Linked DNA regions of Zea mays: all the other regions are linked to region 3. The links are chromatin contacts, called in public Hi-C maps. All regions are on one chromosome and are shown on one strand. The core of a region is the stretch at or near the end of the contact, and the rest is flanking DNA. Distances in the headings are between cores, read along the strand shown.

Region 1 (3,049 bases), core at 290-2,789, 140 kb before region 3:
GGAACCCGACAGTCGAAGCTTCGATCGAGGAGTTATAACGTTTACGCTACGCAAGTAGTAGCTAGGACATTTAATTTGATATTGTAAAATATAACTTATAACCGTTATGTAGTTTTGATTAAATCTACCACACTAATAGCTATCAAACAAATAACTAATATAATTAGCACGAGAGATTCTAAGCGAAGCGAATTTACGATGCATGAAACAATACGACAGCGTGCAGACGACGTGCGGGCACGCGCGACGTAGCATGTGAACAACGCATGAGACAGTGCGCGCGACCAGCGCGAAAGACGCGTGAACCAGCACGTAAACGACGTGCAACGACTTGCGTGAACAGCACGCGCGCCACAAGAACATCACGCGCGAACAACGCATAGATGGTGCGACGACGCCCACGGACAGCACAATGACACGAGAATCACTACATTTATCGGTTTATAATAAAGCATGGCCAACAATTAATTAATTAATTAACTAAAGCATGAGGTACGACAAAATAATATTTTTAACGTGTATACGATATTATTGTGAAGGTAAAACAATTAGAATAGAGTAAATCAGACGACCATAAAAGTTAATGTGTAGTTACTGAGCCGTTGATTTAATATTGCGCGCGGACAGCGCGCGGCAAGCGACAATGTGCGAAAACGGCACGCGGCAACGCGTGCGAATAGCACGCGCGACGACACGCACGACAACACGCGAAACAGCGCGACACGCGAAAGGCACGCGATTCAGCGCGCAGCAACACGCGAGAATCGCTATCAGATATCGTGTTTATACTAAATAAATATTAATTCAAAAACATTTGTGTAGATATAATCCTATTAACAGATATAAATGAAGCGTGTCTAAAACTATAAATTAGCTTAAGCAAACTACTACATTAATAACTCGGATAAATAAATAATCAACTAATTAATTAGAACATGTCTCACGACGAAATAATGTTACTAGCAGGTTGGCGATGAGGTTACAAAGTTAACGCGACTGAAACAAGTCAAAACAGATTTATGACACAAATTATACTGTATAAATAATAATCCCGATTATAAAAGACGCGACATATGAGAATTGCTAAACATGTATCGTGATTACACTAGGCAAGTATTTAAATCAAAAGATTTGAGTTGGTATTAATTACGTTAACATGTATTTATAAAATCGCAACTTAAATCTATAAAATAATCTTAACAGAATCGCCATTACACTAACCATCAAACAAACACATAATTAATTAATCAACTAAAACATGTGTTACGATAAAATAATATTTTTTTAACGTGCACATGAGATTATTGCGAAGCTAATACACCCGGGAAGGAATAAATCGGACATCTAACGCAAAGGATATCGAGTAAATAATTTTTTGCGGGTTTAAGGCAACGTGGCGCGATTCTATCGGCTAGATCGAGGCCACATGAAGGGTCATTGATTTTTCAATAGCCACAAATAATCCCATGGTGGGCCATGACGTGTGGGTGTTTTCCTCTTTTTCTTCTCTACGGAACGCACGATCTTCCAGGAAACTACCATGGAGAAGAAAATGCCGTGGATATCGGGCTTGACCAAGGGGACTAACCACGTCGGGGCAGCGCTGGTCGACCGGCAAGAGCAGAGCGCCGGCTGCCTATTTGCGCGAGGGAGCAGGGGCCCCGACGCCTGGGCCCACGGGCGAGCCGCCGCGCGGCTGCCGGCTGCTTATCGCGTCGCGCTGGGCAAGCTGTGCTGGCTGCCGTGCGCGCTGGCCGCCGCGCTGGCTGGCTGCCGCGCTGGCTGCGCCGAGCTCGCGCGCACCCGCGCCGAGACGCCGCGCCCGGGGACGTCGAGCCTGGCCACACCGCGCCGCCGGCCGAGGAAAACAGAGGGAGCACGCAGGGGAGGCAGCCATGGATTGAAGACGCCCTGCCGCATGGGACATGGCCACGGCACAGCAGCCTGATCGGAAAAAAGGAGGGAGCACGCAGAGGAGGGGAGAGAGGGAGAGGGCTCACCTGCGCACGCAAGAAGACCAATAACCGTCTGGATGGGATGCCTGGTCCTGCGCGATTTAGATCTGGGGAGGGAGACGAGGGGTTATGCGACGATGGGGTGCTGTGTGTATATAGAAAGGAGATAGCGTGGGAGGTGGTTGCCAAATTCGTCGCGGAATCGCGTCGCGACCGAGCGAGAGAGACAGTTGTGAGCACGACGAGGGTAGACACGAGCAGCATGACGTTTGCGAGGAAAGACATTTTAACGATCCCGCGAAAAGGACACGAGATCTGGAATAGACTCGACGAGAGGAAAATATATATACATATATTATCGAGTTTCCAGAATTTTATAGTTTTTGCAAATACTAAATTTTAGGTATTTAATTAATATTAGAAAAACTAAAATTCATATTTAATACTCGAAAAACGTTCCAAAGATTCTAAAAACTCTTGGAAACATCATCGAGATATTTTAATCTGTTACGAAACATTATGCACTCATAAACACTATGCATCGGCATGAATGCAATAATCAAAGTTCCTCTAAGATTTTATTCCACTAGTTTTATGCCAACATAAAACAAAATAATTCTCCATTTTTAGGAAAAAGAGAAGGAAAGCAAAGAAATGAGAGAGTGGCACCTGAATTCGGTGGATATTAGAAAAGAAATTTTTATACCCCAAATTCAGGGTGTTACATATATAAAGAATGAGGAGGAACCAGATGACAAAATTGCAGCTGAACGCATTGCGAGGCAGTCAGCTCATTACACTCTCATTGGGGAAACACTATACAGAAGGGGCGCATCAGGAGTCCTCATGAAATGCATTCTCTCAGCTACTGGAAAACAACTTCTGGATGAGGTCCATGCAGGGCAATGCGGGATACACGCAGCATCTAGGACCCTGGTTGGGAAGGTCTTCAGGTCGGGTTTCTACTGGCCAACGGCAAAAAGTGATGCAGTCGAGTTAGTCAAGAGGTGCGAAGCCTGCCAGTACTTATCAAAATAGCAGCATTTACCAGCACAACAACTGCAAACCATACCTGTAACCTGGTCGTTCGCATG
Region 2 (2,980 bases), core at 31-2,530, 150 kb after region 3:
TAGTTACGATCACAAAGAAAATGTGAGAAATTCTGAACTGTAATACCACGATCCTAATTTCAAAGCCATTGCAGTTCCGCTGCGACGCGTAGCTGAAGCCATACGAACCAGTAGCCACCGTATACAGTTTACTATGAATTTTTATGAGCCTTAAGAATAGTTTTAGTAGTAGGATCTAGCTGTACATGATATGAAGCAAGAATTTTGATGGTCGTCGGTGGCTTTATAAAGTCAAGAAGGTTAGAATTTCAGTTAGTGAACTCCAACTCAAAAGCATGGATAATGCATATATCAGTTCCACTGTCTGAAACGTCAGGTTTTGCTGACCGGAGGGAGTAACCATTAAAACATTCAGGTAAGTCTGCTAATCTGTACTGCTAGTGTCTACTGCCTGAGGTGCCCTTGCTTATATTTCGCAGAAAAGTTGGCTAGTTTCCATGGCCTCGGGTTTGGCCATATCTACTTGGAAGTTGGAAAAGAATCGAAATACACCTGTGCAGTGAAGCTCTGCTGCCGAGCATAAGCAAGGCAGGATTATGCCTTGCTTATGCTCAGATGCACACAATCTGAGGGTGCGGAGGAATAACATGTGTTACTAAGTTGACCTCGGGATCCTGAGGCACATGTGTGCAACCGTGTCAACTGCCTAGCCGGGGAATGGGATGTGTATTTCATCCCGCAAAGTGAGCAGAAGTGACAGCTGAGTGCGGCCGCTAACTCCTTGGAATCATTGACTAGGCGAAGGAAAGCGGTGGACCGCCTGAGCCAGGAGCTGATCCAACGGCAGATCTGCGCCCGCCCGCTCGTGTGGCCAAAGCTGCTGCTTCATAGGGTTCCACACTTCCAATTCCAATCGTGGCGGCGGCGGCAGATCCACTTGCAACCACCGGCGCGCGTCGAGAGGCAGGAGGGGGAGCGAGGCAATGCGTAGTCTGAGCGTGGCGCAAGGAAGGGGAAAGGGGTAGGAGAGCGAACCAGGCCAGGCGAGGTCCAGCCGGCGGGCATACCTTCGATCCGCTCGGTGTCCTGCGCCCTGGCGACAGCGACGGCGCCAGAGCAGGCGAGAAGCGAGACGGCGAACGCCACGGCCAGAGCCCGCGCGCTCCCCGCCCCCGTCCCCATTAGTCGCCCGCCACCCTCCGTCGGAACACGAGGAACGGGGAGATCGAGGCGAGGCAGGATTCGGAGGATGGGGGCAGCCGAGGAAGCGGCAGGAAGACCGTGGGATTGATTGATGCGCAGGGACAGGGACAGGGACAGCCGGACAGTGAGGTGGTGACGACTGATTTGAGGGAGGCCGAGGAGTCAAAAAGGGATGGCACTGGCACAGGTGTGGGAGCGAGCGGTGGAGTGGGCGAGTGGCGATGATGGCGGTGGCTTGCGGGCCGTCGCCGTCAGCGACGAGCTGTCGGTGGAGGGGAGAGGACAGCTGCCAGGTTGCCCTCCACGACCGGTAGTAGTACAAGGCGCCATTTTGACATGTCACTACTGCTTGTCAGTACTCACTGCTCTCAAATGGCCCAAAATAATCCATGGAGTTTTTGGAATTTTGAGGGTGTCTTTTTTTCCCCTGTAGCTGTTTATAAAGTGATTTTGTAGCTAGCTATGTTTGTTTCTGCTTATAAGTGGATTATGGTCTTATTTGCTTTGGTCTTGGCCGGATTCTGTCCGTCAGAATCGGTTTGTGGCACCCAAACGTTTTGCTTTTAGCTCATTTATGTGAGAATCATTTTTTTTAAATCATTTAAATCAACGTGAATGAGAATTCGTCGAGCCTTTACGATGAGACGTTTGTCGCTTTCTAAATCCAAAACCGTGGAGACCCCTTCATCTTCCTGCCTTTGTGATGAGACGTTTGTCGCTTTCTAAATCCAAAACCGTGCAGACCCTTTCATCTTCCTCCGCACGTAAGCCCAATGATATCTAGATTCTCATGATAGATAGATTATCTAAGAACCCAGATTTCCATAAAATATGGACTACACTTCAGTTAAAGGTGGTATTCCGAGCTATGCACTTGCTACTCTTCTGGACACGGGACTCAACTTCAGCATAAGGAAGACAACCAAAAGCAAATAAAGATTGCATGGCGTTACATGAAGGTGTTGGTGGTGCATATTTTTTAGACACCATGAATGGAAACCTACTTATAGGATTTATAGTTAGAATTATGTATTCTAACTATGTATTGTAGCCTCTACTAAAGAAAAGGCGTGTCGAGTTAAAAACCCAAAGCCCATGGGACACGATGAATAAAACTACTGGAAAGGGCTCGACGACGAGGTCCTGTACTTAGCCCTCATCGTTACAACAGTCGTTGCAACATTGAGAAGAATGGGGATCGTCCTGCATAACCTTCATACCTCTTACGTCTAAATCAAACCATATTGCAAATCCTATCACATTAAAAGAATAAGATATGATTCTAGCACTAAGTAAACTGTTTTTAGTTGCTAACTATGTTCATCTAAGTGCTAGGAAACTTTTCAAGTCGAACCTATCGGTACCCTGGAACAGGGGTACCCCTTACTATAGTATGAAGGTGCGGTGCCCGCGCGCCTATCTCTAAACGCGCGATAAACAGCACCCAACCCCGCCACGTGGACAGCTCCAGGGCCGCCACGTGGCCAGAGAAGGTGATACACTCCAAGGTATTAATGATGGGTCCGGACCCCATGGAAAAGTATCGGACCCCTGCATATACGGACCGGACCTCCGGGCAGAGTCCAGGACCTCCGCAGGGGTGACGCCGTGCCCCCGGGACGGGTCCCGGACCTCTCGGTGTGGGGGCCAGGCCACTCTCAGCGGGGTCTCGGGATTCTGGGACAAAGAATACCAAGGCCTTGCTTAAGGCCAGGCGGGGGTCCGGAGCCATCACGTGTCCGGACCATACCCTGTACACTTCTGCTCCCCGCCCAGGCGGAGACCCGATGCTGCCACGTGGCTCACTGCCTGTGACGTAAGCCAGCGGGCGGAGTCT
Region 3 (3,002 bases), core at 464-2,963:
AAAAAAGTAACAATTAAACATGGCATGATCTAGAAAATACAAAGATATTTCTTCCATCCTAACAACACTTACATAGTACCGCTGCATTTACTTTAAGCACTGAAAAAATTAAACAACACTTAATTTAGCACCTATATATAATCCAAAAAATACATAAGCAATATGATGGCGTAATATTTTTAATCAAATGCACACAATTTCATTTTAAATTATATTGTATAACTTTAAAGTATAACTAGCCGTATATATAAATTTAAAGTACATGTAGCAATATATATATATATATATATATATATAATTAGAACTGTACATATTTAAATTATATTATGTACATTTAAATTAAAAATGTAATGATATTATATTTATTATGCATATTAAAATTATGTATATATGATAGATTAAGTGTTGTTGGATTAGTCTAGTATACAAAACAATACATAGCGGTACTATATAAGTGCTACTGGCATTAAAGGAATATCGCTATATCGTTTCATTCTCTAACATCTTCTCTATTATGCTCACTCTAGAGATTTTTTGCTAGCGATTAAATAAAAGAGAACACATTTCCTTTATTGATGCCAAGTCCTACAACTTCATAAAAAACTTATATGTTTAGCCAAAGTGAAACTAATGTACCTTTGAACGATATTTTTTTTAAAAAAAACATGCCAATATTATGATACTAAGTAACAATTTCACTTTATCATGTAATATAACATAGCATATCCATTTGACATAAAAATATATGTACTTTTCTTTATGCACTCAATCACTTACTATGGTTCGACTTTACATGATTTTAGAAGTTTTTTTACTAGGGTTTTATCTAGTTGAGCAAAGCCCAATTTTTTGAGTTTCCGACCTGATAGATTTCAGCCGACTTAACAACTTGACACATGCATTAATCCATGACATCTACTCTAGTTAATTACTTAGCATTCAATGCAACACACGTGATGGAGTGGTTAGCACTTAGATGAAGACAAAAAAGAATGTGAAGGAAGATGTATTTGCACAACAACACAATTGCGCAAAAGCAAAGCACCGGTGCGACGATGCACATGTTGTGAAAAGAAAAGAATAGTTTTGGCAATTAGCAATTTAGCATCAGCCGTCCGTGGTTAGCATTACGTTGGTTAGGACAGACAGCAGCGACAGGCCACTGACCATTAGTAACTGGCTCGTCACTGTAGTGACGTTTGGCACCTTCGTCTGTATGTTTATTTTTGGCACAACAAAATATAGAAATAGATACTATGCTCACTTTATCTATGTTTAGTTAAACTTCGAATGTTAGAAAATTAATACGATGTCAAGATATATTTCAATATGAGTAATTCATAACATTAATTGGATGCTTTAGATGCTTGTAGATTATTTTATAAACTTTATAAACGTTAAAGAAGTTTGTTTACTGCAAAGCTAAAGTGCCATGTAGTTTAGAATGGAGGGAATACGCATGGCAAAATAAAAAGTAAATTCAGGCATATTGGTAACGTGGTACCTTTTTTTAACACACATGTCTACATTTTGTGCAGGAAAAAAAAATAGCATCTGGCGTGAGCGCGCACACACAGCGACACGGCAACGCACTGGGAGTCCGCACGCGCACCAACCCTCCGATGTCCCATCCCCTCCCTAGCCTCCGCTCCGCCGCTCCCCCCAACTCCACCAGGCTCAGTGTCTCCGCTTCTCGCCGCTTTCCCCTCCTCCGCCTGGGCGCGCCGCCCGCCCGCCCCTCCCGATCCCGTGGACGTCCTCGCAGGCGGCGTGTTGCACGAGAGGTGAGCTCCACCACGCGCCCCCTCTCTCACCTCCCTATCGCTGTCAGTCGGTGCCCAGTTCCTCAGCCAACCAGCCGCGATCTGTCGGCGCTGCTCGCCTTCCCTGGCCCTCGCTCCTGTCGACGCCGCTTTATAGGGGGGCTGCGTACTGCCGCGATTGCCTTGCGATGGGAGTGGGGCTCCTCTCGACGCCTGTCAGCGCAAGATGCAGATCGGCCGAGGATGCAGCTGTGCTATGCTCGCAGATGCCAGTTGCTCCGAGCAAGCGCTTCGCGCCACTCCTAGCACTTTTAGTTCACTCGACAGACGGTAAGGATCTAGCGGCCTGATCTTGAGCACACGTATTCGTTCTCAGTTCTCAGGCTCGCGCAAAAGAGAGAATGTGTACTCTACTGAAACTGTTAGTGTGGCATTTTGGGTTACAGTTGTGCTTCCTAGCCTTCGATCTTTCTTTCAGTTAGTATTCATGCGTCAACCTGCCACGGGTAGTACAATACACTCATGAATCGATGCGGCAGTTGAATTTCGGCTGCATAGCGCAGTCATGAGATCTGCAGGATTACAGCTTACGAACCCATTGTATCGTTCGTCCCTGTAGCTAGGAAGCTGAATGAGGGAGACTTATGGTAATTTTGCCTCATTCGTCATCCAGACCCAGCAGCGGTAGAGCCTACCGTCTGTAACCATAAGGTCTCGGGTTCGAGCCCTAGCCTCTGCATATTATGCGGGTAAGACTTGATGCTTAAAGATATCCTTCCCCAGACCCCGCACAGTGCGGGAAGCCTACGGCACTGGGTACGCCCATTCGTCATCCAGACCCAGCAGTCTACTGGTTCTGGACTTCTGGTACTTGTAGGAGCGTCCTGTGTATGTGACTCTTCTCATAATAAGCTACCAGTCATGCTAGATCTTTCAAAAAAGTAAGTTTTTCCCCTCAATGCAGTAATCTAAAGGTGATTCCTTTTTTATTCGTTGAACAGCTTAGGGAATGTTTTACCAGTATTGTTCATGGTAAACTCAGAGTTTCTATCAACTGCCCGGGAAAGTGAACTTGTTTCCACTCCATCTTTAGTGTCAAAACCAATTTCTTCTACAGGGGCAACGGAACTACTTCGAAGGTATTTCCTGGAACCTTATTTCATTTTCATTTAGATAGTCAGCATTATGATCTCATCTGATATGTGAAAGCTATAGAACTTGTTCTTTGTGATTGTTTAG

The links. Hi-C and Micro-C count contacts between places; a contact is called where the count stands out from the background.
Region 1: a contact with region 3 is called in a Hi-C map of leaf, with 4 times the contacts expected there. The contact joins the enhancer-like site here to the promoter of LOC100282797 in region 3. A contact is called at or near these places in 2 of 25 Hi-C or Micro-C datasets (both in leaf).
Region 2: a Hi-C map of tassel shows a contact between it and region 3, with 2.5 times the contacts expected there. The contact joins the promoter of LOC100274514 here to the promoter of LOC100282797 in region 3. A contact is called at or near these places in 4 of 25 Hi-C or Micro-C datasets (bundle sheath, ear, leaf and 1 more).

The regions. Positions count from the first base shown.
Region 1 is chr3:159,604,496-159,607,544 of Zm-B73-REFERENCE-NAM-5.0, reverse strand. No RefSeq gene overlaps it. Among protein-coding and RNA genes, the nearest start is that of LOC103650822, 47 kb to the left of the region's middle. Within about 2 kb of position 1,539, at least 4 of the 20 cell types and tissues checked have an H3K27ac peak or open chromatin away from gene starts, as enhancers often do. A contact at or near this core is called in leaf, where this site is marked.
Region 2 is chr3:159,312,988-159,315,967 of Zm-B73-REFERENCE-NAM-5.0, reverse strand. LOC100274514 reads right to left here and starts at 1,280. Exons shown (of 4, transcript NM_001148871.2): 1 at 1,008-1,280. The coding sequence starts at 1,122.
Region 3 is chr3:159,460,381-159,463,382 of Zm-B73-REFERENCE-NAM-5.0, reverse strand. It overlaps LOC100282797, which reads left to right and starts at 1,713. Exons shown (of 6, transcript NM_001155703.1): 1 at 1,713-2,093; 2 at 2,765-2,902.